Linked DNA regions of Sus scrofa: region 1 is linked to region 2. Evidence: chromatin contacts called from public Hi-C data. All regions are on one chromosome and are shown on one strand. Each heading gives the region's core, a stretch centred on a gene start, on an enhancer-like site or on the middle of the called end of the contact. The rest is flanking DNA. Distances are from core to core; before and after follow the strand shown.

What was found. A called contact is a pair of places that touch in the nucleus more often than the background predicts.
Region 1: a Hi-C map of heart right ventricle shows a contact between it and region 2, with 4 times the contacts expected there. The contact joins the promoter of PHF11 here to the promoter of SPRYD7 in region 2. A contact is called at or near these places in 2 of 47 Hi-C or Micro-C datasets (heart right ventricle and skeletal muscle).

Annotation. Positions count from the first base shown.
Region 1 is chr11:18,248,843-18,253,752 of Sscrofa11.1, reverse strand. PHF11 (PHD finger protein 11) reads left to right here and starts at 1,782. Exons shown (of 10, transcript NM_001244327.1): 1 at 1,782-1,904. The coding sequence starts at 1,823. It overlaps SETDB2 (histone-lysine N-methyltransferase SETDB2), which reads left to right. Exons shown (of 14, transcript XM_013980508.2): 14 at 1-1,228.
Region 2 is chr11:17,845,902-17,850,486 of Sscrofa11.1, reverse strand. SPRYD7 (SPRY domain containing 7) reads right to left here and starts at 1,476. Exons shown (of 5, transcript NM_001243529.1): 1 at 1,343-1,476. The coding sequence starts at 1,448. TRIM13 (E3 ubiquitin-protein ligase TRIM13) reads left to right here and starts at 482. Exons shown (of 4, transcript XR_002336667.1): 1 at 482-1,078.

The DNA.
Region 1 (4,910 bases), core at 533-3,032, 400 kb before region 2:
TTTTTTAGGGCCATACCCGCAGCACATGAAAGTTGCCAGGCTAGGGGTCAAATGGGAGCTACAGCTGCTGGCCTATACCACAGCTCATGGCAACACAAGATCCTTAACCCACTGATCAAACCTGAATCCTTGTGGATTTTGGTGGGGTTCATTAACCTCTGAGCCACGAAGGGAACTCTGCCGAGAAATTTTCTTGAACTATTTCTTTAATGATTCATTATCTGTTCTCTCTTTCTGGAATTCCTATTATCCCAATGTTAGAACTCCAGGATTGGTTCTCTAAATTTTTTCTTTTAATTTCCAGCTTTTTCTTCTTGCTTTGCTTTCTGGGAGATATACTCAACTTAATCTTCCAGTTTGTCTATTGTGGTGGGCGTATTTTATTGGATTTTTTGGGGGGAGGGGGCTGGGTCGCATTTTTTTAATTTCTAGAGCTCTTTTCTGAATATTTTTTCTTTAGTAGTGTCTTATTTTTGGTTCATGGTTGTAGTATCTTATCTCTTTGAAAATGCTTTATCATGTAACACACACATACAGGCGTTCATATCTGTATTTCTGTGACCTCCAAGGTTTGTTTCTTTGTTTTCCCTGTATGTTTCCTTTGGTTTTTGTACTTCATGTTTTAGGCTTTCCTCAGTTAGTGATCTTGGCAGTCAGCTCACACTTAACAGTGGAACACGGAAAAGCTGAGATTATAAACTGAGAGTGGGGGAAGGGGCTCTTCAGCTGCTTTGCTATGACCTAGCTGGGCTATTTAATCTCCAATTCAGTCTCTTTAGGGCTTTTTTTTTTTAACCTGGCAAGGAGTATGCTTCCACCTGCTGGCTTGAAAGCAAAAAAAAAAAAAAAAAGTTGCTGCCAGAGCCTGCTTTTTTTTCCCTGTTTCACAGCTCCACACTCTTGCTTCTGTAATTCATTTCTATGTTTGTCAAGACTATTCCAAGTTATCCTTTTTAATATTGTTTCTCTTTTCTGACCCCAATTTGCCTCATTTCCTCTTCTTAAAACCTGCTCAAAAAGCAAGACCTCCAGGAGTTTTTCCTTTCATTAGTTACTCAGCAAACCACCATTATATGCTTCTTTTACAGAACAACTTACTTTTGAGCTGTAATTTAATTATATGCGTTCATGTTCTCTACATGTGTATTTGTTCCATGCACCGAAAACCTCGTCTTGTATGGTGCTGTGTACCCCATGGGTGCTAAAATAAAGACTTGCAACTGGCAAATGGAATCGTGCTCAGTTAATTCTGCGTCCACTTTATGCTAGGCCTACTTAGGCCAAACTTGGTGTGATACATTTGTAGAAAATAATGGGTAAACTGGGAGTTCCTGTCCTGGCTCAGTGGTGATGAACCCGACTAGTATCCCTGAGGATGAGGCTGGATCCCTGGCCTCACTTAGTGGGTTAAGGGTGGGCATCGCTCTGGCTGCGGCGTAGGCCGGCAGCTGCAGCTCTGATTCTACCCCTAGGCTGGGAATTTCCCTAAGCCATCGGTGTGGCCCTAAAAAAATAAGAAAAGAATGGGTAGACCCTCAGAAAAGCAGTCATTTCTCCAGCTGAGTCCAAAGGCTTCCACCACCTCTCCTCCAACCATTCGGAAAGTGGGGGCAGGGTGGGGAGCGCCAAGCGTGCTTTAAAAACAAAAAAATCGAGTTCAGACTCGGATCTGGAGAAGTTGCGAGTTCCCGTTTGAAAACCCTACCAGCAAACCCTTTGCGTCGCTTCCTGCGGGACTTTCCCCGGGCAGCGGAAATAAATCAGCACGAATTTCGAATCTCACCAAAAGGAACTTCCGTCGGCGCGGGCGCAGGGCGCAGCCATGGACGCGGCTTGGCCCTCCGATCCCAAGGCGGCCCGGGCCGGCCGGTGCGCGGCCGAGGACGGGGTCCCGCTCCCGACTGGTGAGTACCAAGCGGGACGGGAGGGGCGGGCGGTGTCCCGCTGCGACAGTCCGGGCCCAGGGCCGCCCTCTAGTCGCTGCCACTTGGGGGCCCCCGACCCGCCTCGCGACGCGGCGCGCAGCTCTTAGCTCCGCAGCGGCTCGGCTTTGGGCGTCCACCGCCCTGCTCTGCGCCCAGACCGTACCCTGCGGCTTCTAGGGAGGAGTGTTTGCTTTCGGTTCAGCTCGACCACCGCTGATAGGACAGCCCACAGCCACAGCCCTGCCGCGCTGGGACCAAACCGAAACCGAAGCGAAACGAAAGCTGGGAAACGAAAGGAAACGCCTGTGGGTTTACTCTCCCAACGCGGCTCCACCCACCCCTCAAACAGTGCGGCCGGAGCGATGCCCTGGCCGAGGTAGCCTGGTCGTGGCCCCCTCTAGAAGAGAAGGGGTCCGCTGGGACTCAGGAAGCAGTTTGGAAAGTTCGCACTGAAAATGTGACGTTATGGAATCACTCCCTTATACCCACTCAGTAGTTCAGGTCCTCTGTGGCCCTCTCCTTAAGTGAGGCAAATCTGAGTGGGCTCCTCTCTGCGCTTCAACAACAGCTGGAGAGCTCCTACCACTTGCAGGCTCAGGGCCACGTGGCGGGCTGCAGAGATGAGTTAGGCTCGCTCAGCGCTGAAGAATCTAATAGGCTACTCATGTGTGACCTGCTAAGAACCACAGAGACACAGATGAGATGCTCCTCCAACTCAGCCTATTCCTCAGTTCAAAGAAAGCCCTATCAGTTTTAAAGGGCAAGAGTCAACCCGAGGTTGGAGTTCCCATTGTGGCTCAGCGGTTGAGGAACCCAGCTAGTATCCATGAGGACGAGGGTTCGATCCCTGAACTCCCTCAGTGGATTAAGGATGCGACGTTGCTGTGAGCTGTGGTGTAGGTATCAGACGTGGCTTGCTTGGATCCAGAGTTGCTGTGGCTGTAGTGTATGCAGGCTGGCAGCTACAGCTCTCATTCCATCCCTGGCCTGGGCACTTCGATATGCCCAGTCCAGTCAGAGGTAGAAAGGTTGAAAAGGCAGTCCAAACAAGTGAAGACACCAGCCAGGCACTTGGCTATTTCATTTAGCTAGTGTGTATACAGAATGCAAGATGAGTTACTGAGGATGAGTTTCTGTCCTGACTTTTTCCCCAAACTCCAGACTCATAACCAGCTTCATCAATGCCTGGAATGACCTCGAATTGGTTATATCCCAAAGTAAACTCCCATTTGCCTACACACACCCACTTACTCCAAACCTGCTCAGCCACCACCAGTCTTCCCCATCCTGTTTGCCCAGTTGCTCAGGCTAAAACCCTAGTGCCACCCTCTGTGCCTCTCTTTCCTCCTTGCCTCCCATCTAGTGCACTAGTCTCAGTCTTTCTCTTTGCAGCCCATTTCTCGCCTTCCCACCATATTCAAGTTTCTGCACAAATGTACCTTCACACCCTTGCCTGCCCATGCTGTTAGAACAGCCCTTCCCCTACCGTCATTAATCTCTACCCTTCCTTCCCCTGCTCTGTTTTTCTTCGTAACACTTAACCCTGGCCTGAAAAATAATACTTGTTTGATGTTTGTCTCTACTACAAAAATGTAAGTTCTATGAGAGTTGAAATTCACATCTAGGAGTTCCCGTCATGGCTCAGTGGTTAATGAATCCGACTAGGAACCATGAAGTTGTGGGTTCCATCCCTGGCCTTGCTCAGTGGGTTAAGGATCCGGTGTTGCCGTGAGCTGTGGTGTAGGTTGCAGATGCAGCTCGGATCCTGTGTTGCTGCGGCTCTGGCGTAGGCTGGTGGCTACAGCTCCCATTAGATCCCTAGCCTGGGAAACTCCATATGCCACGGGAGCAGCCCTAGAAAAGGCAAAAAAAAAAAAAAAAAAAAAAAAAATTCACATCTATTCCCTGCTTTATTTCTGGTGTCTAAAACAATACATAGTGGATTCTCATTAAGTATTTGTTAAAAGAATGAATGAGCCGTACTACTAGAGAGCTTGGCTTCTATTCTTCAGGGGATAGAGAAGAGTCTTTAGCAGGAAGGAAATGTGAGCCAATGTACATTTTAGAGAGATCACTGGCACGAAGAGTGAAGTGGAGCCGTGACGAGGAAAGCAGAAGCAGGGAGATGAGATGACCAGGATGGACCAGGTAGAGGACAGTGGGGGCAGGGCAGGCAGGCCACTTTCCACACTGTTGTCAGAACTCACTCGCGAGAGTTCCCATTGTGGCTCAGTGGTTAATGAATCCGACTAGGAACCTTGAGGTTGCGGGTCGATTCCTGGTCTTGCTCAGTGGGTTAAGGATCTGGCACTGCGGTGAGCTGTGGTGTAGGTCACAGACGTGACTCGGATCTGGCATTGTTGTGGCTCTGGTGAAGGCTGGTGGCTACAGCTCTGATTTGACCCCTAGCCTGGGAACCTCCATATGCTGCTGGCGTGGCCCTAAAAGGACAAAAAGACAGAAAAAAAAAAAAGTCACTCGTGAATGCACATATACACACCCACACACACATGCACATGCGCCTACCCAGAGGTCAGGCCATGGGACTTCCAGTGTTAATTAGGACTTGCTGGCTACAAGTAGTACAAAGTCAACATGGTGGGATGTAAGAAAGGGGATGCTTGTTCCTGGAAAGCAAGGAGATCAGACTCACAGACCCCAGGAGCATGGATGTGATAGCATTTTCCAAAAAGAGCCAGGAACCAGGACCCGAGAAGCCATCATAAACTTTGACAGCACTCAGCATATCTGCTTTGTTTTTCTCTTTGACCTGGTTTTCTTGGTTTTCTGTCTAGTAATGGGATTTAAAAAAAAAAAAAAAAAAAAAAAAGGAGTTCCCGTCGTGGTGCAGTGGTCAACGATTCCAACTAGGAACCATGTGGTTGCGGGTTCGGTCCCTGCCCTTGCTCAGTGGGTTAACGATCTGGCGTTGCCGTGAGCTGTGGTATAGGTTGCAGATTCGGCTCGGATCCCGTGTTGCTGTGG
Region 2 (4,585 bases), core at 227-2,726:
TGACTAGGAACCATGAGGTTTCAGGTTTGATCCCTGGCCTTGCTCAGTGGGTTAAGGATCCCACATGGCGGTGAGCTGTGGTATAGGTCACAAATGGGGCTCAGAACCTGCATTGCTGTGGCTGAGGCATAGGCCAGCAGCTACAGCTCTGATTAGACCCCTAGCCTGGGAACCTCCATATGCTTCAGGTGCGGCCCTACAAAAAGACAAAAAAAAAAAAAAAAAATTAAATTAAATACCCCAATAAAAAGCAGTATATAATTACATTTGTGGTTTAGTTCATGCTATAGAAATATAATGGGAAGAGTGTCTCTAGAATTATAAAGAATCTAGGCAGGAGAGGGTTTTGCTATAAATATTAAGAAATCCCTTTCTTACTTTAATGTACTGTCCTTTAGCCAAAGAGAAATGTGGGAAAAACTGAAAGTGCATATATATATATTTAGAAGAGAATAATCCACAAAAAGATAGTACTCTGAAATACTTAGTGGGAATCTCTCCTTCTAGAACCATACTCCAGAAACATGAAACTACATGGGACAGTCTAAGAACAGAAACAATAATAAGGTTGTGAAAGAGGCTACAGAGGGGAGAGGAAGAATGTGAGAGAAGCTATATGTTCATGCGAAATTGGAAGGAAAAACATACATGAGAAGAAGCAAAGTGCTGTTTTATTTTTGCAACAGCCTGAATTGTTGGCAACAGACCAGTCAGATGAAATTACAACACCGCTAAGCGTGACTAAGGAGGAGTCAGACAATGGGAGGTTTTAGTTGAAGTGACACGGTCTGACATGAGCTGTGACTTGAAGCTTCTGCAACTTGCCCTGTTTTGACATTAGTAGGTGAGAGGAAAATAATTTTCAATAAAACAACCGATAAATGATGGGCTAAGAGAAAGCTGCCTGGGCAGAAGGAGCCGAAATCAGCTAAAGCATTCTGAAAATGTATTGGATTTGACTGGAGCTCGCCCGTGGGACACCGTAGGAGGGGCACCACAGTACTATCGCTCCCCACGCCTGGGAACTTGTGCCGAGTCTCAGGATGCGACAGCTCGGAGGAGATTCCGGTGAGAACGGGTAGGTCCACCCACACACCATCTCCACTAGGCGAGGGCAGACAACACTGCGTAGCCTTGAACACAGAACCGGGCCGAAGTGGAGGCGGCCTGTGTCTGGAGGAGATCCGCCAGACCCGGCCGAGGGCAGCGTCGCAGGGCGAGGGCAGGGGGCGGGGCCCGGCGGGGCCCGGCCGCGCGTGGTGCTCGCGACCCCCGACTGACCCCGACCCGCACCGCCCGACTCGGGGTGGGCCGTTGGGTCACGGGAAGGGAGGGCCCTTACCCATGTGTTGCGTGTCCAGCTGCACGGCCGGCATCTCTTTCAGAGGGATGTGGCCCGTCCCGCCATCTCTGCAGCACCGCAGGCAGCAGAACACCGAGGAGGCCATGTCTCAGGGACCGCCGACGACACCGCGACCCACCGCCCCTAGACCGCGGCGACTCCCGCCCCTACCCCTCCGCTCCGCCTCCTGCCCCCGCCCGAGCGCCGGAGGGAGTCTGTGGGGCGCAGAGGCTGGTACAGCGACGCCCCTGGCGGGGAGGGTGCAGCGCAGTCTGAGGCGAAGCCTGCCTGGGCGGAAGATACCGAGGATCGGCCGGCGGGCGGGGCTGGGGGCGGGGCGGGGCAGAGGGCGTGGCGGCCGGGCGGTGAACCGCGTGCGCCTGCGCGGAAAGGTTTTTCCCTTTTGTGCCGCCCCGCTTATGTAGGTATTTCTGTACTGACCCGGGCTCGAGCTGACTTGCGTTCTCATTTAGCTCAGGTGTCCTTGGATGCTGTAGTTTAAAAACTGCCCCCCACTTCGACATTATTTTAGGCATTAGTTGGCAGTGGCAAATTTGCCTGGGGGAGTGGGAGCTGATTTAAAACAGCCCGAAGATGTCCTCCCTCCACGCCCAGGACTGAGAGAACTTCGCCTTCGCGAAGAGCCTCTGGCCCCCTCTCACCGCCCCCCGCCGTGGCTGGTTTCTGGAGAATTTTCTCAAATCATGAACAGACGCACAGGGCCCAGGAGTAATGGCTGTTAGTAATTGCACAGTGGCTATGCATCCAGGGCTCTTGAGTCGACTCCCCTGCTGCATTTTAGGTGCAGAGACGAGTTTCCCGTTGAGGGGCGTACTGGAGGCCACCCCGGGAGGGGACTCCCTGGGGCAGGGCTGGAGGGCGATTCTTGACCTGTCTCTTCCAAATTCAGCGGCATGGATAATGGGTTCTAATGAGTGTAATGGGAACCCCTGAGTCAGCGGTTCAGGGGAAGGACTGAGTTCCTACAGCCTGTTGTTTCCTGTTTCCATGTAGGAGCCTCCCGTTTGGGAGCACCAGTCATCTGGTGCACTACTTAGATCATCCGCATCCTGATCCATTTTCCATCTTCAGATACCACTTGTCGCCTGGAGAAAGTCTGGGACGACCTCTAGAATTAATCTGGCTTAAACCTCTGTTGTCAAATAAGGTTCCATCTGAAGACTTCCCCAGGATTCAAGCCCTGGGAGACCTGACGCAAAATGCCCCCTCAGTATGTAATGGGTTCTTCGACATAACTTCTTAGTGACAAATATCTTTTATGGTGAATTTTTCCCTTCAGAATGGGAGAATTTTTTTTCAAGGTCCTGAGTTTCTTGGATGTTTATACAAACGGTGTTTTCATTACAATACTTATGAAAATCTCAAAGATTTGTACTTTGAGGTTTATTTATCATAGGATTAATACCAGAGGTGATTGCTGAAGCCCTCACTGCCTATAAAGTACTTTCCTGGTGATCATTTTACACATGAAATTTTCTTTTGCTGAAAAACTTGACCATTTGGAGAAGTGTTAGTGTCCTAGTTTTTCCCTTTGGGAAGGAGTGGGGAGTTGAATGTTGCAGAGACAAAAATTTTCTGCATATCTGTGAGGTAGGCACTCTTTCTTACACACACTCACCGAATTCTTGAAAAGTTTGAGAGTAAATATTGTCCCTGTGTAAGTGAAGAGATGGGCTTGAAGGGATTAAATAATTTGTGTAGCCTCAAATGACTAGGAAATAAACAAGGTAGGATTCAAAACCCATGACTCTGACGGAGTCTGTATTTGCTCCACCAGATCATGCTGCTTCTCAAATTCTAAAGTTCTAACTCTTGCAATTAATGCTATAATCCTTTTAAATGTGCTCTTAGTTCAAAATACAGATTTGTACTTAATTTCTGTATGTTTTGTTAATCTCCAAATTAACCATAAACTTCCATAACTCATGTATAAGCAATAAAGTAAAATAAAATTTGTTGTTATAAGGTAAAATATTTTATTCACAAACATTATAAAAGTAATACGTGTGTTAAATATATAATAAATGTAAGTGTATTGGATTTGACTGGAGCTCAGGCCAATCAAGTTAGTCACATGTTCAATGAAAAGCCAGGCTGTTAGATGGCTGTGAACTGGCCTTTACTGTAGAGGCAGAATTGCCTGTAGTCTTGCTTGGTTAGAAAACTATTTGCTGGGGCACTGCCCAGTGCACTTTGCCCACAGTGTAGCAATTCAAGTGTACTCAGCAGTATGAAGCAAGCAAAACCGGTTAGGCCCAGAAACAGACTTCCCTGCCTTGGCAGATGAATGCCATCCGAAAACTCACAGACCTTACTCCTTCTTATAGCTGGGATTCTATTATCCTTTCATTATTGTTTTCAAAGAAATAAGCCTTTCTTTTTGAAAAGCACAATGTTAGAGATGTTTTGACAGTCTTTCACAGCTATCGCTTTAAATAACCATCACAAATAAAGCCTAAAAAAGTTTCCCAATAGTTAGTTAGAAGGTCATTTATCTAAGTCAAAAGCAATAACAGAAAATGACTACTTGAAAAAAAAAAAGTCTGTCTGCTTAAGCAACATATGCCAGGAACTTAAGAACTGATAGGACGATAATGTAAAGCATGTGTTTCCGAGTCAAGTTAAACATCATGCTCAGGATTTTCTTTAATGGTTTTTATGCCAGCCAGACATCTCCTGTTAGTGAACTTCACTCTCTGGACTGGGTCATGCATAATGGTTTCTTTCTTAAAAACTCATTTATCAGTTATTAAGTCAAACTTTTTTTCTTGGAGTAATCCAAGCCACATTTGCGATCTTTTGAAAATCAGAAACATTACAAAAACTGCATACTCCTAAAACTTAAAAATATTTTGGGGGTCTTGATCTATTCATTATTGTAATTTTGAGTAATAATAACTGACATTATGTGGTGCTTACTATTTCTAGGCATTGTTCTAAGTACTTTTTATAAACTAATTTAATCCATGTAACAACCCCATGAGGTCAGACTATCTTCCACTTTACAGATGAGGAAGCTGAGGCAAAGAAAAGATAAGAGCTGTTGGTCACATAGCCAATTAGAAATGAAGTTGGATTCACACCCAGGCACGTCTAGCTCTAGAGTCTGTGTTCTTAGCCACTAGGCAGTCTGCCTTCTTAGGGTGCTACATTTAAGAAAAAATTCCCAATTTGTTTTCTTCTCATCCCTTACCTAAGAAGTTGATATTTAAATTTACTTGG